Regions from separate parts of the Mus musculus genome. Here regions 1, 2 and 3 are each linked to region 4. Evidence: chromatin contacts called from public ChIA-PET and HiChIP or PLAC-seq data. All regions are on one chromosome and are shown on one strand. The core of a region is the stretch at or near the end of the contact, and the rest is flanking DNA. Distances in the headings are between cores, read along the strand shown. Region 1 overlaps Lrrc8d (leucine rich repeat containing 8D). Region 2 has its middle 20 kb from the start of Gm32276. Region 3 holds the start of Gbp6 (guanylate binding protein 6). Region 4 holds the start of Lrrc8c (leucine rich repeat containing 8 family, member C).

Region 1 (7,195 bases), core at 940-3,439, 200 kb after region 4:
AAATATTATGAAAGGCCCTTCACAGCAGAACAAAACTGAGTAAGGAGAAAGGGTTTTCAGAAGTCCCTGTTTATGACTTTAAATCCCTCTCCCTCCTCCTTTTCCTCCTTCCCTTCCTTTTTATTTTGAGAAAAGAGGACCCTTTTGAGTATCGCTCTGTCTACCATGCACTTCAGCAGGAGAGGAAGTACGTGGAGGTCCTATCATTGACCACAAGACAGTGACCACTTTAATAATGCATTTTGTCTAAACTCTCCAAGCTTTCCCCCCTCAGTCCTGAAGGCCATTGCCATCTCTGTCCCATATCAGAGATTCTAAAACTGGGGTTCGCACAAAGTAACATGTCAGCATTACCATGCTGGGCTGTAACTCAGTGAAACGTTCGACTCAAGTCTGGCACTCAAGGTGTGCAATTCTCTGTGTTCACCCTGCTTTAAGGGAGCAGCCAGCATGGGAGTAGCAGCCAGCATGAGAGTAGCTGTAGAGGATTTGGCACGTGGCAGCCCACAGTCTGTACTGCGTACTTGTATGAGCTGCGCTTTGGGGGCAGTTTCTCTAAGGGGGAGACTAATTTTGACTGCAAAGTCTAGGGGTGACTTGAGCAGGAGCTGACTGGTAAAGGAGATGGTGACAGGTAGTAAGAGAGGGAGGGACCTTGGGACAGCCTATAACTTGGTTCTGTGGCAGACTGGGGGTCAGAGGAGGTGTGGGGCATGTTTGGAGGGTCAACGCATCCTGCTGTGGAGTATGGGCTTTTGAACAAAAGGCATTCCATTCGAGGATGGAATCTTTTAGTTGTAAAAAATTAATTGTATTACTTATCAGAGATCATGGGTGCATGCATGGCATGTGCCAGCCACTGTCAGTGTGTTTGGGAAGCAGCCCTGTCCTTTTCCGGTGGTTCTTGGGGCTAAACTCAGGTCCTCAGGTTGGTGTGACAAGCATTTCCCTAGGTGGCTGAGTCACCTGACCATTTCTCTTCATTTTCTGAGACAGAGTTTTATGTAGCTCAGGCTGGCCTTGAAGGCCTTATTCTTCTGCTTCTGCCCCTCGTGTGCTGGGACTACAGGCCTGGACCATAACCCCCCCCACCCCCCCAACCGTAGGTTCTTGAGAAGGGAGAGAAAGCAGCAGTGTGTCTGCAGCATGGCCAGAGCAGCTGGGGGTGGGGTGGGGTGGGGGGCGTTCCTTAGGACCTGGGAATTATTTAAATGCACAGCTTCCACAAGCTCCCCTGCTGTCACTCCGAGGCAGCAGATCTGGGGTAAGGCCTGAGAAACTGTTCAAGGAGCCTGCGTGTGACTGTACACTCTGGCAAGGACTTTGGGACATTTAGGAGGAGAGTCTGGCTTACAGCCAATCTGCAGTTTGTATGGGAGATTTTTAAACTCTGAGAAGAGACCAGTCATCAGACCCTGCATGCATGCACTCACTCGCACGCAATCATGAGTGTGAGTGTATGCACACCAGTCTGAGGCCAACTGTCTGCCGGCGTGGTATTTCTCTCCATTGATCTCCACCTATCTTTTGAGATAGGGATTCTAAGTGGACTTGTTGCTCACAAATTGACTGGTTGTGCCAGAGATAGAGATTCTAAGTGGATTTGTTGCTCACAAATGCTCTGGTTGTGCCAGTGAATTCTGGGGAGCTAGCTGTCATGTCTGCTGCCTCCTGCTCCCCACCCCCGCCCCCAGATTACAGATGTGTGACTGTCTAGCTTGAGTGTGTATGTGTGTGTGTATGTATGCTGGGGAGCTGAAATGTAGCGCTCACACCTTGAACTACCTCCAGTCCCACAGTGTGTTTCTATTCCCTGTAAATAAGTGTAACTTCAGAGCATTGTCATTGGACATATGCTGTCTATGCCATCTCTCCACTTGTAGCTAGAGGAGTGCTCAGCTTGCTCTGCATTTCATACCATTGTGTAAAACTCTCCTCTTTCGTATATTAGAAGGAAATGGAAGATGGGGGTTTACTGTTGGCTGCCTGTCTCCCTTGACTATCACACTATATAATATGCCTTCTGGAGTCTTGCCTACATTACAGCCCTACTGTGCCACTAGCTGATAAAGGTCCACGGCAAAGTGACATGACTTCCTTTTAAAATGAAGATGTGAGTGTGTGGTTAGTGGTGAGGATAATTTATGTAAAACGGATGCAGTAGTTCCTGGCTCAGAGTTAGTTGTTGCTATCGTTATTTTTGTTGCTATCGTTATTGTCGTAACTGCAGCCCAGAGGCAGTCCTTCCATACTTCTGTCCCTGGCGAGATCTGTCCTTTTGAAAATAGCTGCCCAGACCACAGACAAGAGTCCCGAGAGTGACTGACGTATCAGGAAGTTTCAATTACGTAGGGTTCCTTCTTTTAAGGCTTTTTATTTTCTAGGAGCACGCCTTGCTTACATAAACAAGCTTGCTAGGATACAGCTGGAGCCTGTATCCTATAGCTGAAGCCCCTATCCTGGGGTGGGGAGGCTTTCCCCGCCCCTCCTTATTTCTCAGTTCATTCTTTAGACTCTTTGGAGCCCTGAGATGGTCACTTGTACATTTCCTGTGATCCACTGAGTAAAGGCCTTTACAAACCCTCCTCCCTCCCTTCTTTTCTTTCCTTTTTTGCTTTCTGTTCTCTCTCTCTCTCTTTCTTTTTTGGTTTTTCAAGACAGGGTTTCTCTGTATAGCCCTGGCTGTCCTGGAACTCACTCTGTAGACCAGGCTGGCCTCAAACTCAGGAATCTGCCTGCCTCTGCCTCCCAAGTGCTGGGATTAAAGGTGTGCACCACCTCTGCCCGGCTGTTCTTTCTTTCCTGACAGGGTCTCCCTGTGTAGCCCTGACTGATCAGAATCTGGCTATGTAGCCCAGATTGGCCTCAGACCCACAGAGGTCTTACCTCAGTCTCCTGAGTGCTGGGACTAAAGGCATCTCTATGACTGGCCCACTCTTCTCTTTTAAACTTTGTAGCAGCTGCTGACTTTTGAGGCAAGGTTGTAGCTCAGTCTGGCCTTGAACCTCTTTTGTAGCCAAGTGTATTGTTCAACTTCTTATCGCCTTACCTCTAAACTCCCCAGGTCTGGAGATTACAGATGAGGACCACCCAGCCCCGTTTATTCTCTCCTGGGGACGAGTCCAGCAGCCTCAGGCATGCTAGGCAGATAGGACACCAACTGAGAAATGATGCTAGCCATGACTTTTGAAGGATAATTATTTTTTTCTGAGAAGGTAAACAGTTCTGTCAAGGGAGAAGCTATTTTTCAGCATTAAAGACATTAGAAATGATAATTTATGCTTAAAATAACAAGGTTAGCCCAAATTTTAGTTCTCTTCTCCCTGTGTCTGCTGTTCTTCATCCCAGCACGTATCTGCAAACTTTTCTCACGACCTCCAGTCCCAGCCGTGTGTGTACTGAGCCAGAGTACAAACGGACCATCGGCTTTTCATTCAGGGGATGGCATTTGTCATGGAACTTTACTGATTAGTGGAATATCAGGATGTATTTGATGGTGATCAGCCTCGGGTCCTAGAGTTTCAAGCATATCCCCACTGTCTTGCCATCTTGGGGCTAGAGGCAGATACTGGGCATGGACACCTACAGGACCTCCTTTGAGAATTAAAAGGAGCACAGCACTGTAGCAGCTTGTTTATCTACCATCTCTGTTACTTTGACTGAGCCCTTTGCTCACCCTCATTTGCCCTTCCCGCACCTCTCAAATTAATGTTCTATGCAAATTTGATTATACCAATGTGAACAGTTTCTGTTACTTCTGAGTAGAGATTAAATGGTGTTTCTTCTGGCTCTTTTCCTCCCCTTGTTAGTAAAGGTATCGGCTCTCTGCCTCTAGGCTGCTTGGTTGCTCTGTGGTTCTTGGGGGCCACGGAAGTTGCAGTTGATCAGGGGTCCTGGCTTCTCAGGTCACTGTATCAACTGCTACTAAGATCTAAGTGCATGAAGTCTATCAGGTTAGTCAGCTCCCTGCAGTTGCGAGTTCAGCTGCCTCTGAGCCAGGCAGTTCTGCAGTCTGGAAATCTATGGTGCTGTCAGGTGGAGGAAGCAGTGGCTCTTCCTGGTTGGCCTTGCTGCAAATATCTGCACTTTCTTGTAGTTGCTCTTTTATTCTGTAACTTTTATCAGACTCTAGATTCCTGTTGTGCTGCTGCTCTCTCTGTAGTGTGGTGACCAGTGGCTACACTGTTGCCGTGGAAAGGAAGATCTGAGGATTTAGATGTACTCATAACCGTGACATCCGACCACTCTACTGGGGAAGGCACACGCTCAGGTGTCCTGCTGGTAATTTGTTAAAATGTAGATACTGTGGCCAGGCCTTTATTCTAACACCCTAGAGACAGACCAGCAGAGGCAGGAGGATCTCTGAGTGTTGGATGAGTGAACAACAGCCTGGTCTCCATAGTGAGTTCCAGGCTGCTGGAGTTACACAGTAAGACAAGAAAACAGCTACTGTAGCCAGCCAGGGTGCTGGAAGAATGTACTGGCAAGGACTTGGGGCAAACTAAATTTTTCTCTGTTTCCTGACAATTTATCGAGATAATTTTGTAGGGACTGGTGAAGGCAGGACATTACGTCATACATGTGTCATGATTGACATTTTCTTGAGCCAGAGTTAGTGTTTAAAACGTTTGACTATCAGGAGGGGCGAAGTGGCACATGTCTTTAATCTCACCACTCCGGAGGCAGAGGCAGGCAGTTCTCTGTAAGTTCAAGGCCAGTTTGGTTTACAGAGAGAGTCCTAGGACAGACACAGTTATACTGTGTCTTGAAAAAGAAAATAATGAACAAATAAACCATTGATCATTAGCTTCAAAAGTTTATAATGTAATTTCTGGATTTGGGGGGGCACTTTTTGTGGAAATGGAATGAAAATCGGACTATTTATCTGCACCACACATTTTTTATGACCTGTAGTTTTTGTTACATACAGTAGGTGATTAAGAGTGGGTGTTGCCAAGACTGTGTGCGCGCCTTATTCCCTGTTGATTTCTGCATTTTCTTACTCCTACCTCTTACGGGTGTTTGGCTACATCAGGTACTTGTGTGTGCACAAAGTCAGGCTTTTCCCTGCTGGGAATTGCTAAGTATCTGCTTCTGTAGCTGCCTCCAGTCCTAGGAACTGTGACCTTCCGGTCTCTGCCCCCTGAGCTGAGAGCATAGGGAAGCTCTGACTGCTTTATAAGAAAGTCATTTTAAGAGTATTATTGCCTTAGTAATAATCATGATATCTATTAGAATTGTTAGGGCAAATTACTTTTAAGCTGCTTGGGTTTCAAGTACATCACTTTAACCCCACCCCATTTCAACCCAGCACGTGTCTTAGTGACTAGATAAAATTATGCTTAGATGCTGCTCATGAGCACAGTCAACCATATCTACTGCTGGTACTATGTTGTGGGTAGTTTTCTTTGCCCGTGAAGGAGTGTGCTCCTGTCTTCTCTTTCTACCCAGCCTTGGCTCCAGGAGGTTTCACTCCACCACCACCAGCCCACTTCCGAGACCCTTAAATCATTGGATAACACACACACACACACACACACACACACACACACACACAGAGGAAATTCCTTTATAATTTGCCTTCTTGGCACAATTGTTGGACACAGGTGTCTACCACCTGGAAAAGCATGCCCTTGCCAATTTATTATCTCCGTCTCTCCACCTATCCTAAATGTAGTAGCTAGTCCCACTTAGCCCCTACCAAACATCCTTGGCCACCCCACCCGTAGCAGAGGTTGCAGGCCCTAGCCCTCCCAAGGTCTTACATGATTGTTCTGTTCTTTTCATTCCAAGCATGGCAGAAAAAGTCCCTCTCCTCCCCTGCGTCTGCCTTTTCCTCCTGGGACCTGGAAGTCCAACCTGTACCTTCTGCCTAACAATTTGCCCCCTGGTCTTTTTTACTGACAAATCAAGAACCAATTGGAGAACAGGATGTTAATATCCGAACCTCCCCTTAAACCACTATGAAAACTAAAATCAGTTGTCCTTTGTAAATGATTGTGCCTTATGGTTTACCAAAATTTGGGGAGACAGTGAGTAGTTGAGACACCATTACAAGTTAAGATGTATTTATTTGCACTTTGGTTTATGTTTGAGGTGAGGTCTTGCCCTGCAGCCCAGGCTGGTGAAACTTCGAGCAGCCCTGCTGACTTTGCCTCCCAAGTGCACCGCCAAGCCAACTGATGGATTATGTGTTAAAAATGAGGGTTTTTTTCCCCCTGAATAAAAGATACATACCCACAGACAAACTGTACCAAATCACTTCTATCCATTTAAAAGGAAAAATAGACCGCAAGTGAGTGTTTGCTCATTTACCTTCTGCCTTAGAACTCAACTCAACACTGAGTGTGTGTGCACACACACATATGCAGGCAAATGCTCATACACATAACATAAAAGTAGGTTAAAATCCGCACCTGTGCTGTGTTGCTTCTACTGAGCTCCGTGGTTATACCTGCCCCTGCGCCAGCAGTTGGGAGAATTCTGTGGCATAGGTTGGCCTGTTGGATGTATTATTATTATTTTTTTTTTTATTTTATTTTTTTGATGTGAGGAGGTTCATGACTCTTGTGTTTGGAAGCTGAGAGTACCCAGCTCGGACTCTTGACATTGTACTTCAGCTTTTGGGACCAGGGAAGCTGTGCTTTCCAGAGCAGCCTGGAGATTGGTCCAGATGGGATCCTATCCTGTCCTGCAGCCAGATCCTCTGAGAAGATGACCCGCCTGGAGCCCCGTGTTACATTTTGTCTCGAGAAGGGACACTCATTCTGGCTCTGGGAAGATGGTAATAGCTCTCTGGGGGCCATGCCAGTTGAATCAGCCAGTTGGCTCTCGAACGGCTTCCTTGAAAGCCATAGGCCGAGTTTTCGAGGCTCAGTGCCAGGGGCCACCTTTCCAGGCTGTGTTGCTGCGCGTGTTCCCCTGGAAGGGAGGGCTGAGTCAGGAACATCTATCTGCTGCGAAGGCTGTGGGTGGAGGGCATCTCGTAGGGAACCAGACAGCTTGTCAGCTTTCTTTCTCATGCCTGCATCCATCTGCAGACATACTGATACCCACACGGAGAGACCTTGCAGTAAGCAGTTTCAACCTTCAAAGCTGTGCCTCCCTTAAGTGAAGAGCGAGCAGCCATGTTTTGAGAGAAGATAACTTAATTTGGAGCCTTTAAAATGGCTTTTGCACAGTGTACTAGGTTGTG
Region 2 (6,581 bases), core at 3,306-5,805, 150 kb after region 4:
CCGAGTGCTGGGATTAAAGGCATGTGCCACCACACCTGACAAAAAAACAAAACAAACAAACAAACAAATAAAAACATTGGATTTTTAAAAAGAGAGTGGTTATTTTGAAGAGATTCATTTGTTAAATGTTTGGGGTTTTTTGCTTGTTATGTGTGAGTGTGTGTGTGTGTGTGTGTTTGAGACAGGGTTTCTCTGTAGCCCTGGCTGTCCTAGAACTCTCTCTGTAGACCAGGCTGGCCTCGACCACAGAAATGCTCCCTCCTGAGCACCAGGATTGAAAGTGTGCATCACCACAGCAAGTGGACGCATTTTAAAAAGACGGTTGGACTTTTAAAAATTGGAATGTTTGTATCATAATGTTCATAGTAATGAGAGGTCTTAGGAATTACAAAAAAAGAAATGGTTACAGCTTACCAGTGATGTGGGTGTGTCAAACTGACAAGGACTTGGTTGTACTGAATAGTTTTAAGTCGCATTGTCTATAGACAGGGAACTTCAGTTGAGAAGATACCTCCATAAGATCTGGCTGTAGGGTGTTTTCTTACTTAGTAATTTGATTGGGGGTGGGGGCGTGCAGCCTGCTGTGGGTGGTGCCTTCCCTGGGCTGAGATCCTGGGTTCTATAAGAAAGTAGGCTGAGCAAGCCATGAAGAGCAAGCCAGTAAGCAGCACCCCTCCATGGCCTCTGTATCAGCTCCTGCCTCCAGGTTCCAGTCCTGCTTGAATTCCTGTCCTGGCTTCTTTCAGTGATGAGCTATGATGTGAAAATTATAAGCCAAATAAACTCTTTCCTCCCCAATTTGCATTCATTATAGCACTAGAAATCCTAAGATGGGTTGGGGCGGGGCGCGCACAGAAAAAGCCCATAGTTAGTTTTTCTTGACAAGCAGAATAGATGTTTTGAAAGAGGGGCATGTCTTTTCTGAGGCCCTGGATGTTCATTTTCCTGCTCTTTTCTTCAGAACGCATTCCTGAGACTCCTTCCCCAAACTGCAGGTTCAGTTCAAAAGAGAATACAGCTCCTGAGATGTTTTCATTCAATGTCAAGTAAGAGGTTTCTCTTCCTAGCCAAGGCTTCGCTTCTCCAGCCATCCTGACATCAGCAACTAAAGCCTGTTCCAATGCTTACCACCCAGTGACCTCTCCAGACTCCAGGAGTAGAAGGACTCAGTCCACAAAACTGTCCCTACCTCAGATGCCAGCCACATGTCCTGGGTCACCCACTCTTCTGACTATAGGGGCTCCCATCACACTCTTCTGAGATACAGAATTTGCTAGACCAGGAGCCCATTACACAACTTCCATCTCAGGAGAAGCCAGTGAGAGACAATGGGGAGGCACTGACTGTATACCGACCTGTTTCAAGCTCTGAGCGCCAGACAGGATACACTCTGAGCTCTGTACTTTAGGAGTTCTAAGGAGACTTTGCCTAGTAGGAATTATGGGTTATGAATAAAATTGCTAGCCTCTCCCTACTTCCAGAAGGTTAGAAGGTAAGGCGGAAAGCTCCAAGCTTCGGGTCAATCTGTTTCCAGCAACCTGCTCCATACTGAAGCTATCTGGGACCACAAAGTGTTGCCTCATCAGAACAAAAGATTCTCCTGTTACTCAAGAGCTTATGAGTGGTTTTGTGCCAGGAACTGACGTCAAAGACCAGATGAATATCTCTTATCACACGACCATTCTCAATGTGTTGGACCCTTTCCCCAATCGCTTCAGTGATCCAGGGCAGTCCTTCTGTTAGTCAGCTCAGGAGCAGCTGTGTTTCCTCCTGCCTTGCTATCTAGCACATTCCTAGGGTGGAAGAACTACCACAGGCAAGATGGTGCGTCTGTTTGTGCATCAACCAGTTGCTGGGATTGATTTTTGAAAGTAGCCCAGTGCTGAATGAGGCCATTCTCTTCAGCCAAGGTAACCCTCAGGAGAGACACACCCATGTGCCCCAAACAATCAATTTTCCCAGCAGGTGATTGATGAGAGCTTCAGCCCTGAAGGGGATATCTGGGGCAACAGAGCACATGACAGCTGGACGCATTTTAAAATTAGAGCCAACAGTATTTACTGAGGAGCTGAGTCCCAAAGACACTTGGTGTTTTGAGGACTGGGCAACAGAAAGCTCATGGCAGGATGAAGAGGATGTCTGTGCTATCTCACTTAACCCTCACAGTTAAGCAAGGAGGCAAGCACTCTGGCCGATTGTGTCATTCCCCTGGGGAAGCTGGGGTATAGAGCTGAAGAAAATTCCAATCGAGGTCACTCGGTTCATCAGTGAAAAGTCAAGATTTGAGCCCAACCGGTCCTGCTCAAAATACTGTTTTATTTTGAAAAGATGTTGGGCCCCTTCTCTGATGCTCAGGAGCCTGGAAACTAGACATTATTTTATAGAGTCCTAAGCTTTCTCACTATGACTAGTGTATGCTGAAATACTTTGAATATTTATGGACTGACTGTGTGAAAAGCCAGTTGCATACAAAATGCTCATGTGTATTTCTACATGGTTGTGTATGTCCTTGCTTCTTCAGTGTTTTCCATTCCCCCAGATCAATAAAACCCCAAACTCTTTACTGCAAAGCCCAGTCTATTGGGGACTGGGATCAAAGCTTAGCCTGCAGAATGCTTGCCCAGGATGCATGGAAGCCTGGGTTAGAACCCACATGCTGCATGAAGCCAGGTGCAGTGGTGCATCCTAGGGATGCCAGCACTTGGGAGGTGGAGAGAGAATGACCAGGAGTTCAAGATCATCTTTGGTGACATAGGAGAGTCAGAACAGGCTGAGTGACATAGCACCCTGTCTGGAAAATATAAAAAATCTACCAAGCCTCCTCTTGGCTGTCCCAGATTGTTGAACCCATCAGTTCCTTCTCTCCCCTCCTTTGGAGTTACATGGATATATTACCCACACTCTGTCCAGGGTGAGTGGCTTCCTAATGTCACCAGTGCCATGTTCTGGTTCTGACCCCAGGACAGACCCCCAAAACCTGCAATAACCCTTCCTCCTGAGTATCAGAATATTTCTCATCTTCAAACCTTAAATCAGCGAGCGGTTCTCAGCCTGTTAGTTGCGACCCGCTGGGGGATCAATGACCCTTTCACAGGGCTTGCCTATCAGATAGTTACATTACAGTTCATAACAGTTGCAAAATCACAGCTGTGAAATAGCAATGAACATAAATGCATGGTTGGGGGTCACCGCACCAAGAGGAGGAGCTGAATGGAAGGATCACAGAGTTGCAAAGGTTGAGAACCACGAGTTTAGATGGAGACTTTCTCTTCCATGAAAGTAAGAAGGCTCAGTGTGCACTGGGGCTCTGTTCAATTGTAACAGATTGTAAACCTCAAGTGCATTACATTGTCCACAGGTGTGCATTCATACACACAGATGCACACAGAGACGGAGACACCCACACACACACAGAGACACACACAGACACGCACAGAGAAACACATGAGGGGGGCAGGGAGGGAGGAAGGAAGGAAGGAAGGAAAGAAAGAAGGAGGGAGGGAGGGAGGAAGGAAGGAAGGAAGGAAGGAAGGAAGGAAGGAAGGAAGGACGGAAGGAAAGAAGGACACTAAAAACGAGCTAATGCCAGTCTTTGGCGTCTGCCCCTAGTAATGTGTTTATAAAAAGATAAAGAGAAAGAATATGTTCTATGGGGGTGTGGTGAGGTATGGGGGGACCAACCACATGATGGTATAGTATAGAATAGAGTTTATTCAGGGCATGGGGAAGGGAGTTAAGAGGGTAGTAGAGGCAGAGAAAGGCAGAGAGAGGGAGAGAGTAGAGAAATTGAGGCTGGCCATGAGCCCGTGGGGGGTGGAGGGAGGGAATGGGGATGGGAGAGCAAGAGCAAGGGAGAAGCAAGAGAGAGAGGAGGAGGCAAGCAGGCTCTTTTATAGTGGATCAGGCCTTCCTGGCTGTTGCCAGGTAACTGTGGGGTGGAGTTTATATGGAATGCTAACACCTAGAACCACTGGGGTTGGGGTCGGTTTGGTCACTTGACTTTGGCAGAAGGGTCCAGAGTGCAGAATGAGTCTATGGTGCAGCTGTTCCCTCCTAGGTGTTATGTCAGGCTGGATGCTACAACTGGGAATTATGATTTCTGAGACCTGGCATACAGCAAACCTAGAAACTCCTAATTCATATGTTTTCTCCCCCTCTTCCATCCTCTTCTTTCCCAAGAAACACAGAGGCTAAATTTGTTAGCCAACATTATATAACTAAGACCGTTTGAACCTCCGCCTTCCAGCTTCAAGTTTGAGGTTTGTTATTTTGTTGTTGTTGTTTGTCATTGTGCTGAAATTGTTTCATTTTAAAACAAATTAGAACAGAGTTCCCTAGAAACTCCTTCTTTTGATTAATTTACAAAATATTGTTGGTAGAAAAAAAGAAATATTGTTACCAACAGAAAAACAGATGGCCTGGATAGACAATGGGACCCCTTCTGTCTGTCCTTCACTTGTCTCTAAGCCTGTGATCAGTTTGATAGGCCCATCTACGTACTGAAGACAGCTCTGGGGCGAGGGCAGTTCTGACAGGAACTCCATTGTTAATCAATGTTTAGCTACATAACATGGCCTGGGGCCTTCAAAGGGGCCACATGATGATGGCTCTCCTCTAAGCAGCATCAACTCTCAGCCGTCCTCATCCCAGCACTCAACAGTAAGGAAAGAGCAGTCCAGTGAGGAGAGCCCAGGAAGAGGAGAGGGGGAGCCGGAGCACACACCAGGGTTGTTCTGGGTACTGGCCACAGCCCTCAGAAGACAGCATCTACATTCCCAGACAGGCAGGAAGGGTGAGCATAAAGAAGCCAGAGAGAGCAAAAGGAGATACACAGGCCCTTTTTTCTTTCTTTCCTGTGTGCCTCCAGAGGAAAACCACCCCAAGGACAGAAGAGGCTCCTCTCCCAGGTCAAGCTTATTTAACACCACCTCCACGGTGCTACTTTGAACGGGAATGACTCCCACGGGATCATAGGTGTGACTGCTTGGTCATCAGGGAGTGGCACTATCTGACAGGGATTAGGAGGTATGGTCTTACTAGAGGAGGTGTGTCACTGGGGGTGGGCTTTGAGGTTTCTCTCTTCCCCCTGCCTATGAATCTGGATGTAGAACTCTCAGCTATCTCTCCAGCCCCATGTCTGCCTGTGTGCTGCCATGCTCCCTGCCACAATGGTAATGGACTAAACCTCTGAAACTGTAAGCCAGCCCCAATTAAATGCTTTCTGTTAAAAAAGTTGCCATGGTCATGGTGTCTCTTCACAGCAATGGAACACTGACTAAGACATCCAGTGTCCTGCTCCTTAGCAAGTTTGGCCAGAGAATAGAAAATATAGCTCTGAGGGACAGACAGCCCCTGACTTGAACCCACAAGGGCCTGGGATCAATCACCAGCACCAGAAAGAGACACCAGAAAAACATACAGACACACAGAGAGACAGACAGTCAGGTGGATAGACAGACATACAGATAGGAAGAGACAGAGAGAGACAGACACATACAAAGAGACAGAGACAGAGAAGCAGAGACAGAGAGAGAGAGAGAGGAGAGAGAGAATTATTGAGGTTGGAGAATTAGCTAAGCAAATGGATTAAGAGCACTGGCTGTTCTTCCGAAGAATCCAGGTTTGATATCAAGCACCCACATACTGACTCTCAACCAGCTGTAACTCCAGTCCCAGCCTGATCCAAAGCCGTCTTCTGGTCTCTGTGGGCACCACACGTGCGTGGTTCTCATACATGTGGGAAAAATACCCAAACACATAAGATAATAATAATTGAAAAATTAGTCCACATTAATATTGCTCTTTTTGGGCCCATCTCAGGGGTGGAGGAGGGGAGGACCATGAATTTCCTCCACCCAAAAGTCAATGTATTTATGTGATACTCTTATGATTGTTTGTGTGTTCCGGCGTGGCGAGAGTACATGTGTGTAGTGCACACCCCAGGGTGTTGGTGTGCACCTAGGTACAAAGACCAGAGGTTGCGGTCAGACTTCATCGCAATCACTCTGTACGTTATTTACTGAGGCAGGATCTCTCCCTAAACCCAGAACTTGCAGATTCAGCTTGCCTAGCTAGCCAGCTTGCCCTGAGAGTCCCATCCCTGCTCCCTAGGTCCTAGCATCACTACTAGCCACCATACCTTCCCAGAATTTATGTGGGTACTGGGCATCTCAACTCCCATCCTGTCTATCCACTGAACCTCTCCCCAGTCTTATTTCACATTCTTTTAAGCTAGCTTTTATTTATTTTTCTAAAGTTTATTTATTTTGTATTTATACGAGTACACTGTAGCTGTCATCAGACACACCAGAAGAGGGCATCAGATTCCATTACAGATGGCTGTGAGCCACCATGTGGTTGCTGGGATTTGAACTCAGGACCTCTGGCAGAGCAGTCAGTGCTCTTAACCGCCAAGCCATCTCTCCAGCCCAAGGTAGCTTTTAAAAACAGTATTATATTGCTGGGCGGTGGCGGTGCACGCCTTTAAGCTCAGCACTTGGGAGGCAGAGGCAGGTGAATTTCTGAGTTTGAGTCCAGCCTGATCTACAGAGTGAATTCCAAGACAGCCAGAGCTACACAGA
Region 3 (6,810 bases), core at 2,307-4,806, 230 kb before region 4:
TTGATAGTTTTTGCACCCAAAATGATTAAGACAGAAGTGTGCTGCTATAAAGGGTATAAAGTCATTTTTGAAGTTTTTTCAAGACTTATTTATTTCTAAGAAAAGTATTCGTAAGATTTACAAATTTCATTTAATGAATATGAGAATTTTGCCAATGTGTATATGAGTGTACCGCGAGCATGCCTGGTGCCTATTGTAGCCAAAAAAAGAGCATCAGTTCCTCTCAGGTTGGACTTTCTAAAAAAATATAAGTCACCATGTGGGTGTGCAGACCCAAACCTTGCCTGCATGAGCAATCAGAGCTCTTAGCCACTGGACCAACTCTCCATCTCTACCTATCAGAAAATTTTTAAGTCGTAAGTATTCAAAGACTTTCTATCCTGATGGAAATATCTTATTTAGAAAGGAGAACCTGCTGTAGGAAACAGGGGACTGAGGCGCAGGATCCCATTGTTCTGGGCATCAGAAAAGGCCTCATCTTGAGCACTCAGAAGGGAGATTTTCTTTAACAGAATGGAAGGGAAGAGCACAGGAGAGATTATTGGGGAGCAGCAATGAAGGGATTCAATTTAGCATGGGGGGGTGGCTTTGCTAAAAAGGAGTTCTACTGTCCATTGTTATAATTGGGAATACAAATTAAGGAAAAGTGATAGAGACAGTCAAACCTTTGGCTGGTAGGCAGCATGCCACTCACCGTGATTCTGTCCCGCCAAACAGTTCATCAAATAGGACTTCCCTGTACGGTACAATCCAACAATAGCCACGACTACCACTGGCTGAGAAATCTTGTCCAGAATCTCTATGGCTTCCTGGTTCACTGACAGCTGTTCATTGTGGTTTTCCACAAGGCAAATGGGAGCCATTTGTGGTTGGGTCATAGCAACCTGCCAACGTAGATGAATCCATGATAGGAGAAAGAGTTTAAAGTCATTCTCTGCCTCACAGACACCCAATGGCTCAGCAGCTAAGACCAGTTGGTGACCTTTGTAGGTTTCCTGTTGGCAGCGCATAGCCTCAAATGGCAGCATGTAACCTCGAATCTGCAGTACAGAGGGCCTGCTTCTCTTTCTTCATTATTCTTCAAAGTTCTAAAGAAGCTTTAATAACACATGGGCTGCTCTCATCTATAAAGTTTTGCTTCAGTGGAATAAAATCCAAAAAATAATGGCCTTAAGCAAGGTCACTGCATGCTATATGCTAAGCCCTGTAATGAGCACCCTTAGTATGTGACCTCAAAAACCTTAAAGTCCTTACATGTTATGGATTATTCTACCATGCTGCTAATGAGAAAAGCAAGTTGCCAAAACCAGAATAGCACAGCAAAATGGCAGCCTCGTGAGCTCTAGGCCCTTGGTATCTCCATGAATAGATTTTAAGATGGCTAAAAATATGTAGAAACTGTGAACAGTTCCCATGAATTACATGAACACTGAGATGTGCAGCTGACTAAAGGGTGGGACTTACATGAGTCCTTGTTTGACTTTTTACTGCCTACCTGCACCCCACCTGACACAGGTTCTGACTGCAGGAAGCAATGCAGACCTTAACTACAGCAGGCTAACCTGGGGCTAACCTGGTTTCAGTCTTACCTAACTTGTGTTTCAAGTAGGGATTATTTCTTGAACATGAAAACAAAATCTCAACATGAGCAAATAAATAGAAAAAAATCCACTCTGTAAAGTTAAGAAATTCGTGCACCAGAGCATTCTATACAGCGTGTAAAAAGGCAACCCAAGAATGGGTGACGAAGACCTGTAGTAAATCACATGTGTGATAAAGGGTTACTATCTGAAACAAAGTGGCTCTACAATTCATCACAGACACCTCAGTTCTAAACTGAGAAAAGCACTGGGTTGAAATTTCTTCAGAGAAGGCTTACAAATGTCCATGAGCACACAAGATAGTACTCAATATTGCAAATCACCTTGTATGAGAAAACTATAAAATTTTTAAATAAACTTACTTGAAAAAGATGTAATGTCCAAATTGGGATGTACCAGAGTGAAAGGTGAAGTGTCTCTGTTCCCAGGACAGAATGGCAATCAGGTTTTATTAGGGAAACATGGATGCAAAATGAAGAAACTTTCCGTTACACTATTTCTGTTTTGCCATGCTGAGGGACATGGTGTAAGAGTCTAGAGTCACATGATCATGTGTGATTTGGCTTCTTAGAGCTTACTGAGGCTGAAGCTTGCTTTGGGTTAACATACATATTTATTTGAAATTGTTTACTTAGTTTTGCTGATGTTTACAGTTTAAGCATGAATGCTGTTATTTTTAAGAACTACTTGTTTTTGTTGCACAACAATTCTATAGACCCATTGTTTCTTATAACATGTCTTTGACAAATATTGAGGAAGTGCCAATCAAACCATACACACAAGGACAGCTACCACACAAAGCAAAAACAAATCCATGTAACCCAGAATTTAGACAACTCAGGTGTCTGTACTCTGTGGCTAAGAATACAGAATATTACCTCATGGGAAACAGTCCTCGCTTTTGAGAAAATCAATACTTATGTCTGATCTAACAGCTCTTCTTTGATTACAACACAAACAAAATAGCAAAGAAGGACTTGGATGGACCTTTGAGCTGTAGTGATCATGGCAGCTGTGTTCACAATACCCACATTGTGGAGACAGCCCAGACTCCCACCAACAGATCACCAACAGATGCATACATTAACACAGTCTGACAATGTGCACAATAGAATATTATTCAGCCAAAGAAGGGAATAAAATTAACTACTGTACACAACTTTGTAGACCTTAATAGACTTAGGCTAGACACAGACTCCTACAGGTCAGACAACACATAACCTGCCTCCCCTGCCCTGCCCTCAGTCCCAGATGAGCATGAGGACATTATGCCAAGGAAGGAGAATGTGCAGAATCTCCAGAAGTTAGATACAGGTGACGTCACTTAACTCCAGAAACCAGGCTCTCTGCAGCTTAGTTCCATGTATGAAATAAGACTAGCAGCCCAAACAAAATGCACATAGCACTACGTAATCTCTACATCTCACATACAACATAAACATCAATATAGAACTGGATTATCTTCTTACACTTAATTCAAAGTCAGTGAGGTAGGAACTAAGTTATTTCCAGATAGATGTTTGCCAAGCTCTTGTGCTGAGTTTTCCTCACACGGTTCCTCCACAGAGACTTTCCTCTGCCTACAGTTGCCTGTGAACCAGGGCAGGAGCTGTTGTGGTCCCAGCTGAGGCAGGACCAGGGCTCTTCCCATAGTTTGTCTAACAGAGCAGGGCAGCCAGCAGTGTCAGGCTGCCACTTTGTATCTGTCCTTTATCAGAGGAAAGAAACTGACCTCCTAGACCTAAAGCCAGCCACAGCCCCCTGCAGACCAGAGAGCTCATAATCTGCCTCCCTTCCCCCTCCCTCAGTTGCCCCTTTGACTTGGAAATCAAGCTGAGGTCCAGACTAAGTTGCTCCTTAAAGAAAGGAAAAGTAAATATACCTGGTCCCACAGCACAGGTCCAAGTGCAGTTCTCAGCTGCTGCTGCCTCCTCAGGCTCCCTTCTGCTCTCCTCCCTCCTGCTCTCTTTGCTCCTCTTTTATGTAAGCTGACCACACACACACACACAGAGAGAGAGAGAGAGAGAGAGAGAGAGAGAGAGAGAGAGAGAGAGAGAGAGAAGGAGTTAAAAGAAATCACATGCTGCAGCAGAAACAAAACTGAAAGTAAAATAAAATAGGCCATGTTAACTTGGCCAAGACTGGAAAGGGAGGTCAGAGGTTCCTGTCTATCCCGAAAAGCCAGTGTGATACTCTGTTGCAGCCAAGGGACAGCAGGCCTCCACTGTGGAATCTGTTTACCTTCTCTTTCCTTGGAACCCATTTCCAGTTTCCTCCAGCCTTCTTGGCACAGATAAAGCACAGTAAAACCCAGGCAGCCATCAGTGGAAATTACAAAATCCGGGAGTATTGCAAGTGTGCTTCTCTCAGGGGAAATTCCCAGTGCTTTCTGATCAAACATGTTTAATGTTTTAAACATGTGTTTTCTAAAGCAGGAACCATCCCTGTTGCCATTTCTTCTGGGCTGCCCCACAATTACCTGGCAACAGCCAGGTGGGCATGACTCACTATAAAAGGGGCTGCTTGTACCCTCACATACCCCCCTCTCTTGCTCAATTGTCCTCTCTTCCTTTTTTACCCTCTTTCTTCTCTGTCCCTCCTCCTCCTTCCTCCCCTCTCTATCCCTCTTTCTTTGTCTCTACTAACCCCTCAACTCCCCTCTCCATGTCTTAAATAAACTGTATTCTATACTATACAATTGTGTGGCTGGTACCTCAGGAAGAAGGTAATGCTTCAACACTGGCCCTCAGAGGTACCCCTTTTCACCTCAACATACCAGGTATGACGTTTGTATATTCTTGGACCAGAGGGTGGCACCATTTGGAGATGTGGCCTTGTTGGAATAGGTGTGACCTGGTTGGAATAGGTGTGTCACTGTGGTTGTGGGCTTAAGATCCTCACTCTAGTTGCCTGGAAGTCAGTCTTCCACTAGCAGCCTTTGGATGAAGACATAGAACTCTCATCTCTGCCTGTGCCACGCCTGCCTGGATGCTGCCATGCTCCCACCTTGATGATAATGGACTGAACCTCTGAACCTGTAACCCAGCCCCAATTAAATGTTGTTTTTTTATAAGACTTGCCTTGGTCATGGTGTCTGTTCACAGCAGTAAAACCCTAACTAAGACACCAGACAGCCACCAAACATATACCTGACTTCTTTTTCTTTTCATAAAACACAACAGTCAATTTTAAAACCTGATTTTAAAAGAAGCAATTAAAGAATAGTAAGTAGGAGTTGTGTTCAATATAGAAGCTAAGAAAACTTCAGAGATGGAAGCTGAAAAATGAAAGCTTTAATTTCTGAGCCCTTAGGGAGGCAGACTGGGGTCTGAACTTTGTCCCTGATGGGAGATTGAACACCATTTGTAAAGGATGAAACACAAAGCAGGGGGGAGCTGTAGAGTGATCCATTGTGATTTCACAGGAAGGATTAAACAAGGGAGTACCCCTTAGAGGCGGTGTTGGCATCAGGACATCCCAAACCTGTGACATCACATAGGCGACAGCATGACCTGCTACCTTCTGACTGGTTGCCAAGACAACAGGCACCATATTCCCAACATCCACTTGACTCACCTGTGTTACATCATTTTCCATATAAATGAGGAGAACGCCCCTTCCTCACTCTCTCTCACCCTTCTCTTTCTGCCACTACCTTGTCTCTCCCTTACAATAAAACCTCTTCCACATGGAACTGCCTTGGCCTAGTGTGCTGTAGAGACTAGACCCGGCATTCTAACTCATCAGACTGGGCCATATCCAGGCACCTAGCTTCAAGGTCCTTAATTTATTCTCCTAGACATTAGGTGCAGAGCTCAGAGTGATGAAGGGACAAAGGAGCAGGTCAGTGGCATGGAGATAAACTCTTACCTTGTTTCAACTTCAGTGAACTCTGGCTATTCATCTGATGTGTCAGCACGGCCACCCATCTGCAGGCCCAGGTAGAACGCTCACAGAGTCCACACCAGGACTGGGAAGAAGTTCATGTCAGCAGGTTCTTGAATTCCAAGAAGGCCAGAGGAGTCCCTGGTCTGGAGCAAAGCAGGGATGTGTCCAACTTCTGTCAGTTGAGTGGCACTGCTGAGACAGGATTGCAAGGAACAGCAGGAGGGAGGCTGCCTCTATTATATTGAAAGAGAGAGAGAGACGCTGTGTGTGTGTGTATTTGTGTGTGCACGTGTGTGTGTGCTCAAGCACAGGCGTGCCAATGTACATATTTGCTGAGGTTTTGAAACAGTGCCTCTCACAGAATCAGGACCTCTCTGCTTTGCCATACTAGCTGATTGCTGAGCCTCAGGGCCTTGCTGTCTCTGACCCCACCCCAGCCTTGGGATTACAGGCACACACTGCCATACCCAGCTTTTCACTGCAGATCCAAATTAACATCCCCATGCTTGCATAACAGACCCTTCACGGAATAAGGCATCTCCTTAGGCCCTTAATTTGAATTTTTATGAATCCACAAGGTGTCATAGACACACAAGCTGCTTGCTCTCCTTAGTGTGGTGCCATCCTGGACCACAAAACGACACGTAGTAGGTGTACAGTCTCCTGGCCAATTAGAATTAGCGTCATAGCTGAATAGCCCTCTGACCAGTTATGCCCATGGTATTGTATACAAAGATGCTGTGTGGATGCCTCTGCTGTGAAACTGCACTGCAGATTAAACAACAACCTGAAAAGCAGAACAGTAGCAATGAAGGAGGGGTCTGGAATCCACTATTCCCTTGATAACTAAGCTGATGAGGGAGACAAGATGGAGGCAGTAGGAGCCATAAGTAATAACCGAACCAGCAAAAGAGGGATGGGCAAATACTAAGCATGGAAAGTCAGGTTTAATGTTTCTTTTAAAAATAGCATATCACACTGTAGCGGGAAACCTGGGCCACCTCTGTGTAATGCTGGGAGCCTCAAACAATCACAAAAGCATCTCCTACAGGAGGACCTAATTGAAGACTGCCTGAGGGGCCAAGGATTGCTGGTGCAGACAATGCCAGCCAATTGGGAGCTGCTGTGTAGAAGAGATGCTTGCTTGGGACCAATGTGGCTCAGGAGGAAGGTATTAAAAAAGCTTGTGCAGTTTCTCACTTGCTCCTGGAGTCTGTGTTGTTGACGCCCATGCCATCTCACCTCCTACCCCCCAAGAGCAGATAGGATCCAGCAGTGGGTAGTCCAGGACACAAGCAACAACATCACACCACTAAAAGTT
Region 4 (6,724 bases), core at 3,861-6,360:
CGCGCGTGCACACACACACACACACACACACACACAGTGTTTTAAAAAGAAAACTTTTAACTAACAGTTGACAGGTTGGATTATTTCTTTCCAACACCTATTTCTTTCTTATAGGATTGATCCTTTATGTCTAACTTTGAAATCAGACTTGTCTAGGGGCATATCTAGATCCCTTGGGACTGTGTGACCTTGGTTAGCTAAAAGAGTTTACTGGGCTTTGGCTCATCCTTTGTCAATAACAGACACTATCACTGTCTATTTTATGGGTAGTTATGGTGGGTTTAAATAAGCCAATGCACATGAAGTTTCTATTGAGTCTGTAGCATGTATTCCACACATACTAATTCAAAATTATTTCCAAGGAAAATTTCACAACATGGACTGGCCAAACAATTCTGTCTTGTAAAGGATTTGATCTAGAAGTGTTTTTCTTCATTTTGATCCCACACTCCTGTGTGTATGAAGTATGTATGTGTGCTGTGTGTGTGCCTATATGTGTGTGTAGTGTGTGCATATGTGTGTGTGTGCATGTGGTATGTGTGCTCTATATGTATGTAGTGTGTAAGTATATATGCTGTGTATGTAGTATGTGTGCTGTGTGTGTATGTATGTGTGTGGTGTGTGTTTATGCATGGTGTATATGTGTATGTATGTAGTATTGTGCTGTGTGAGTCTGTATATGTGTGTGCGTGTGTGTCTGTATTGTGTAGGTGTGATTGTGTGTGTGTGTAGGTGTGTGTGTGTGTAGGTGTGTGTGTGTGTGTGTGTGTGTAGGTGTGTGTGTCTGTATGTTTGTGTGTAGGTGTGTGTCTGTCAGGGTGTGTGTGTTGGTGTGTGTGTAGGTGTCTGTATGTGTGTGTGTATGTGTGTGTGCAGGTGTGTGTATAGGTGTGTGTGTAGGTATGTGTGTGTCTGTCTGTAGGTGTGTGTGTGTATGTGTAGGGGTGTGTGTGTGTGTTTGTGTAGGTGTGTGCACATGTGTGTGCGTGTTCGTGAGTAGGTATGCTCCTTCCACTGTGAGTTTCAGGGACCCAGCTCAGGTTACCAGGCTTGAACAGGCTTATACCAGCTGAGCTGTCTCCTGCCCTGGATTTAAAGTTTTAAAGTCTCTTATTTTTAGGTCATTGGACCCATTACTTTTAGGTCATTTGTCTGGTGCACATTCAGCTGCCATCACCACATGACCTCTCAGGGAACTTCCTGTTCTTCCTGCTGTCTTAGTGGTTTTGATGGTGTAAAGTCAGGGATTTCAAAGCTGTAGCTCCAGGTAGAGTTTTACCATGCAGCTCAGTGCTCGTGGTTGCAGCAATGTTAACTGAAACGTAAAATAGGATGTTTTCTATTAGTCCAGTTCCTTCTCAGACCCTTTCTCTACCCAGAAAAGGCTAGGTAGCGGAGAGAAGATTCTGAGTAAAACCCTGCCGGTGGTTTTGACCAAGCTTAAAACTTTACTTTCGTTATTACCAGACAGGATCAACTGACATTAAAAACAAGACAAAACAAGAATAGTTTTAAAATTACCCTAAAGAGTAATTTCAGCATCGAAAAAAAAAATCAGATGTTATTTATAGCCGTACCTGTATAAAATACTTAATTTTAGTGTAACTATTTTTAAAGTAAATTTATGGCACTTTCATATGTAGTTATTAAGTATAAATTCTCTACTGGCTACAGGATTCTGACTTCAGAGTCTATAGTAGGAGTTATACGGAAAGAATTGATATAAGTTTAAATTGGAAATCACAGTAGGAGTTCATAGAAGGTCCTGGGCTAGGTATTGGTTACAGACACAAAGATAAAGATACAGTCCCTGCAGAGGAGACAGTCCTAGACCTGATGGGGAAGCAGATATGAAAAGCTAAAAGCTCTGAGAAGACAAAGAAGAAATACATTTTCCAGGAAGGTGCCGGCTCCTGACAGAAAGTGATTAATTATGCTTTCGAAGGACAATGACAGTTTAGGGATTTTTTTGGGGGGTACACTTAATAATAAAACAATGCAACAGCATTGCCATTCCCACACCATCTACAAGAGACACCCCTAACCTCACCGTACTCCTAAAGAATGATCTGGATAAGAGCTGAAGTTCAAAGGTGAAGACTCTAAGGACCACATAGCTAGCCACACAGAAATTGAGTCCAGATGTGTACAGTTCCTTACCCTAGACCTTAGCCTTGTCCAGTCCAGAAATATCCATTCCACTCTATCACAAACAATCTGAGGTTAACTTGTATCTGTGTAAAGTTTAGACATAGAGCTTTAATCTGGAAGCTCAAATAAAATGTCAAATTGCTCCAGGATAGAGGACTTGCTGAAAACGAGGCCATGAGTTCTCTCCCTAGCTCAGAGTGGGAGGCAAAGGCTGGAGAAATGCACATAAGATAAAAAGACAATATAGAATCTCAGGTTAGCTAGCCAGCAGCAGCCTCCTCTCTCGCTGAACTCAAACTGCAGTTTGAAGATGGAGACTTCCAATTTCATGTGTTTGCCAGATTCCCTCGTCCATAACTTGTGAACACTAGAGTCAAGGGAAGAGCCCTCGGGCTTTTCTGAGACCTCTGGCACCCAGCACTCACACCTGATTGCTGATCTGCCCCATGTTTTTATAGGGAGCTTGCTAAGTGTGTAGTTTAGTTAAGGTAACTGGAGTGAAAAGACTAGACTTGGTGTTTGTAAGCTAGCAAAAACAAAGAGATGACCATAGCAGTATGGTGTTGTGGCTTTTAGACTAGTAACTCTCCATAATTAACGTGTATCATCAAACCCCTGTGTACAGTTGCAGAACTGCCCTGCCTGTCCTGTTAGGTCACCCCAGAGGAGATCTGGATACACTCAGACAGCAGCTCTGGAGACGTTTGTGATGGAGGCATGCGAGTCTCATTTCCAAACTTCAACACTGAATCTATTTTGCTTTTCCAGGGAGCAAAGAGTAATAACTTCAACAACTGATCTCGTGCTTTGGGTGCTTACAACATGAAGTGCTTGGTCCCTTTTCTTGCTGCTTTGCACGTTTTATGGAATCCTCCCAGCACCTTGCCGTACTACACCTAGATTACGGGATAGACGTGTACGAAGGAGCAGTCCTTCCTTGAACCTACAGAGGAAGAGCAGAGACATATGCCTGTTGCACCTTCACCAGCAACCTAGGGTTTACTGTGTCCTTGGCAGTGGGCTGGCCTGCCTCAGCGTACAGTCAGGATGCTAAGGACAACAGAGAATGCTGAAGCACCATGGGGAGGTGTTTGGAGAACAAGACACTGCGAGGAAGGCTTTCAACTTTAGGAGTTGCTCTTCTGAGATTTGTGCTTGGCTTTTTGTTTTTTTGTTTGTTTTGTTTTGTTTTGTTTTGTTTTGTTTTGTTTTGTTTTCTGGTGATCCAAACTTAAGGCCTTGAGACACTGGCCCTGAGCTACATCCCCACCCAAGTCCCTGAGGTAGAACATTTGAATTTAGAGCTACCTCATGGAGTATTTTTATATCTACCTGCTGCCTTACAAGGTACTTGGATCTCTCCCACCCCTCTCCCTTCCTTAAAGCAGACTACTAAAACTGGTCTCTGTCTTTCCCCCAGAGACACAAACCTCTTCTGCTTCCTCAGCAGAACACCCCACCCTAGGTTGTTAGCTTGTACCAATTCCCCTAAGGCCCCAAGGGGTTTAAGGTTGTCTTCCAGAGCCCACAACTACATTGGGATTAGAGGCAGTATATAATATTTTATTCTGTGAGCAGGAAGAACAGTTAGGTTGGGGGGGGGGGGTGCCGGGCAAGGAGGAATAGGCTCCTCCCCCACGGCCCCCATACCCTGCTTTTTATCATGGCTTGGAAAATGATTGTCTTCTATAAACTCACCATGCAGGAGCACACAAACTAGTTAATGGCTGCTGGCTGCCCGTTTTTGTCCTCTTCTGTCTCTCCCAGACTGCCAGGGCAGAGTAATTCTTTATCTGCGTCAAGTGCTCTGAGGACAGCCAGCTGGTTACTGACAAACTCTCTCTCTCTCTCTCTCTCTCTCTCTCTCTCTCTCTCTCTCTCTCTCTCTCTCGACTGCTACAGTGATCTTATCTGCACTTTTTCCCCCAATAGGCAATTTTTCTTTTTAGGGAGATGCCAGCTTTCAAGATGCTAGTTTGTGCTTTTAAACTATAATTGGGCAGAGAGATAGGCAGACAAACCCAAGGCTCAGATCAATGGCTGGGAGAGAATCCCTCCCCTACATCGTCTAAACAACAGGTGGTTCGGGGCACATTGTTAACTCTTTTGCACACACACACACACACACACACACACACACACACACACGATCCCCACCTCTGCCCACACAAAATCGTAGGCGGAGCTTTCATATGGAACGGCACCTGCTGCTCAAAGCCCAGAAGCCCATCTTGCAGGGTCCAGTAACGAGGGACTCCTGCCAGCTGGTCAATGGGATTGAGGTTGCCCAGGGTCTTAAGGCTTTGTAAACTACGGGCATCGGATTTTTTTCGTTCTTCCCTGTTCCCCTCATATATACCACCGCCCCCTCTCCACCCGCTTCCTGGACCTTTCATTCTCTGGGGAGGGGTTATCTCCAACCTGACCCTCTGGGAGTTCCCAGGAGGGCTATTTTTAGCAGCAGCCGCTCTGCTTCAACTTAGCCCAGGGAGGAGCTGCGGTGTAAGAGCGGATGGCGGGCTCACAGAAACCACCCGCTTTTTGGCATTGTTAGGGTTGCACACAGGAGGCAGAGGACCGATCTTCCCTGCTGTGCCAACCAGGTAGGCAGCTCTGAGCAGCGGAATCATCCAGCCGCGGAGAGGCTTGATTTCCCGGTGGGGAACCCGGGGCCCGCCCAGCGCGGGCCCGCCTGCCCTGGACGCCTGGTGGTCTCGGCAGAGGAGGAAGTTCCCGGGCATCGCTGCCTGCGTCACAGCGGGGCTGGCACCGCGGCGGCGGCTCGGCAGCCGACGGCGACCCCGGGGCTGGGCGCTGGGCGGCGCTGGCTGCCGCGGGCCAGGCGGCGCGCGGGGCGGCGCTGGAGGCGGCTCCGCTTGCAGGCGGGGAGGCACCGGGGAGGAGGAACAGGGCTGCGGAGCTGGGGCGTTAGCTGCGTCCCGGCTCAGAGCCCGCGAAGAAGACGAGGACCGAGGCGCCGCCGCGGCCGTGGCCGCAGCACTCTGAGCGCGACAAGCCATGAGCAGCGACGCCGCGGTCGCTTGCCGCCGCTGAGCCCAACCCGGACACAGCTCGCCGCGCCCTGGCATCCTTTTCTGCGGATACCCTCGCCCCCAGAGGTAAGTGCCGGGGACCCGCGGAGGGATGGAGAGGGACGGCCAGCACCCTGCCACTAGCCTCGGTTCTCTGGGCGCGCCCCAGCCTGGACCCGTCCACCCTCCCTCGTTCGTGACCCTGCTTCCCCAGGGCTCTGGGACAGGCACATTGTGGTCGCCTACTCAGCGTGCGGTTCGGGGATCCCGCTAACCCCAACCCCACCCAACCCACGCGGGCCCTGGCGTCCGCGCCAGGGACCCCCAGCCGGGAGCCCAGTACAGCCTGGCCGCTAGGTTCTGGGGACTGGGGGAGGGGCGTACTAGGAGAAAACGCGGTTGCTGCAGGGATGGCCATTCTCCTTCCCTACCTTCAAAACCCCCGGAGATGCTGGGGCCTGTTTTTTCTGCTCTTCTCCCCAACCCCCTCTCCTCCCTGGAAGATGCCTGAAGTTACACTTTTTGAGGAAGGAGGGGGAAATCGAAGGTCTACACAGAGATCCAGTGAGCACTAGTCCGCTCACCTGCAAGTCCAGAGGGGCCGGAGGGGGCTGCTCTGCATCCTAAGACCCTGGAGGCCAGGTGTCTAGGCCAGCAACTGCGGCCAGGATTTCTGCCTTCATCCCAAACTGACCCTAGCAGGCTAGCAGGCTCTCTCTCTCTCTCTCTCTCTCTCTCTCTCTCTCTCTCTCTCTCTCTCTCTTCTCCAGCGTAGAGGTGTTTGGGATGGAGTTAGCCCCTTGGGAGCCTCAGGGTGTGCTCTATAGACGCCAAAGCCTTTCTTTTTTTCCAGCAGCTAATGTTTCCCTCCCCCAACACTTGGCTGTGTACATCAGATTTCAGTTATTTTAAAATCCTTCAAGTTACCTTTCTTTGCAACGGCTCAGCCCACATCTAGTCCCCATGCTTAATGCGGATGTTTTATTAGAGGTTGAGGGCAGAGCTTTACTGAGTTTCCAACTCCTTAAGTATTTTTAAACTCGCAACAAATTAGTTAGGAAACATTTTTGGGCTCCCATCCTCCTTAAAGTGAAAAATAAGACTAATTGATCTTTGTGGGAGTGTCCAGGTTTGGCTCATAGAGCCTTATTACCCTTTAGAGGTGCTGTTTCACATCTACAGACTGCAGTAGCATATGAAGTGTGGCCTTAGCTAACGGTCACATTTCTGCCGAGTATGCAGTGCTTTGCTGAAGCTTGGACAAGGATGTAGAGTGGACTGACATTAAGATGCCACTTGGGCGACAGGGGAATACGAGTAATTTTAAACCACTTGGTTCACGCAGTTCTGCAACACTCCCAGCACCAAAGCTCTATACACGCTTCTCTTCATTTCCTGATAATTTGTAGAAAGCCACCAACCCTCGTTGTAATCTGAACTTGATAGACTTTTACTCAGATTTTGCACTCCCAATAGATATGTGGACCAAGCTATCAGATTAGATCTACACATCTCTAGTCTATAATACTTGAATTTCTTAT

The links. ChIA-PET counts read pairs in DNA pulled down with a chosen protein or histone mark. HiChIP or PLAC-seq counts read pairs in DNA pulled down with a chosen protein or histone mark.
Region 1: a contact with region 4 is called in an H3K27ac HiChIP or PLAC-seq map of thymic regulatory T cells, with 4 times the contacts expected there. The contact joins the enhancer-like site here to the promoter of Lrrc8c in region 4. A contact is called at or near these places in 5 of 39 promoter capture datasets (the C10 cell line, the HPC-7 cell line, embryonic stem cells and 2 more), 5 of 484 Hi-C or Micro-C datasets (CD4 T cells, Th1 cells, megakaryocyte-erythroid progenitors and 1 more), 8 of 115 datasets of contacts at active chromatin or transcription factors (CD8 T cells, Th17 cells, bone marrow-derived macrophages and 5 more) and 2 of 9 other capture datasets (adipose tissue and liver).
Region 2: an H3K4me3 HiChIP or PLAC-seq map of embryonic stem cells shows a contact between it and region 4, with 16 read pairs. The contact joins the enhancer-like site here to the promoter of Lrrc8c in region 4. A contact is called at or near these places in 10 of 39 promoter capture datasets (the 3T3-L1 cell line, the C10 cell line, the HPC-7 cell line and 7 more), 1 of 15 datasets of contacts at CTCF or cohesin (CD8 T cells), 20 of 484 Hi-C or Micro-C datasets (B cells, the Ba/F3 cell line, the G1E-ER4 cell line and 15 more), 28 of 115 datasets of contacts at active chromatin or transcription factors (the 230-238 cell line, CD8 T cells, the SCID.adh cell line and 22 more) and 3 of 9 other capture datasets (adipose tissue, embryonic stem cells and liver).
Region 3: an RNA polymerase II ChIA-PET map of memory CD8 T cells shows a contact between it and region 4, with 72 read pairs. The contact joins the promoter of Gbp6 here to the promoter of Lrrc8c in region 4. A contact is called at or near these places in 2 of 115 datasets of contacts at active chromatin or transcription factors (memory CD8 T cells and pancreatic cancer cells) and 1 of 9 other capture datasets (pancreatic islet).

What each region holds. Positions count from the first base shown.
Region 1 is chr5:105,716,157-105,723,351 of GRCm38.p6, forward strand. The region is part of intron 1 of Lrrc8d (leucine rich repeat containing 8D); the gene reads left to right. Among named protein-coding and RNA genes, the nearest start is that of Gm42166, 15 kb to the left of the region's middle. Within about 2 kb of position 2,190, at least 138 of the 459 cell types and tissues checked have an H3K27ac peak or open chromatin away from gene starts, as enhancers often do. A contact at or near this core is called in CD8 T cells, the HPC-7 cell line, Th1 cells and 8 more, where this site is marked.
Region 2 is chr5:105,668,001-105,674,581 of GRCm38.p6, forward strand. No RefSeq gene overlaps it. Among named protein-coding and RNA genes, the nearest start is that of Gm32276, 20 kb to the left of the region's middle. Within about 2 kb of position 4,556, at least 8 of the 459 cell types and tissues checked have an H3K27ac peak or open chromatin away from gene starts, as enhancers often do. A contact at or near this core is called in embryonic stem cells, extraembryonic endoderm stem cells and trophoblast stem cells, where this site is marked.
Region 3 is chr5:105,290,143-105,296,952 of GRCm38.p6, forward strand. It overlaps Gbp6 (guanylate binding protein 6), which reads right to left and starts at 3,557. Exons shown (of 11, transcript NM_194336.2): 1 at 3,484-3,557; 2 at 695-884. The coding sequence starts at 878.
Region 4 is chr5:105,514,361-105,521,084 of GRCm38.p6, forward strand. Lrrc8c (leucine rich repeat containing 8 family, member C) reads left to right here and starts at 5,111. Exons shown (of 4, transcript NM_133897.2): 1 at 5,111-5,270.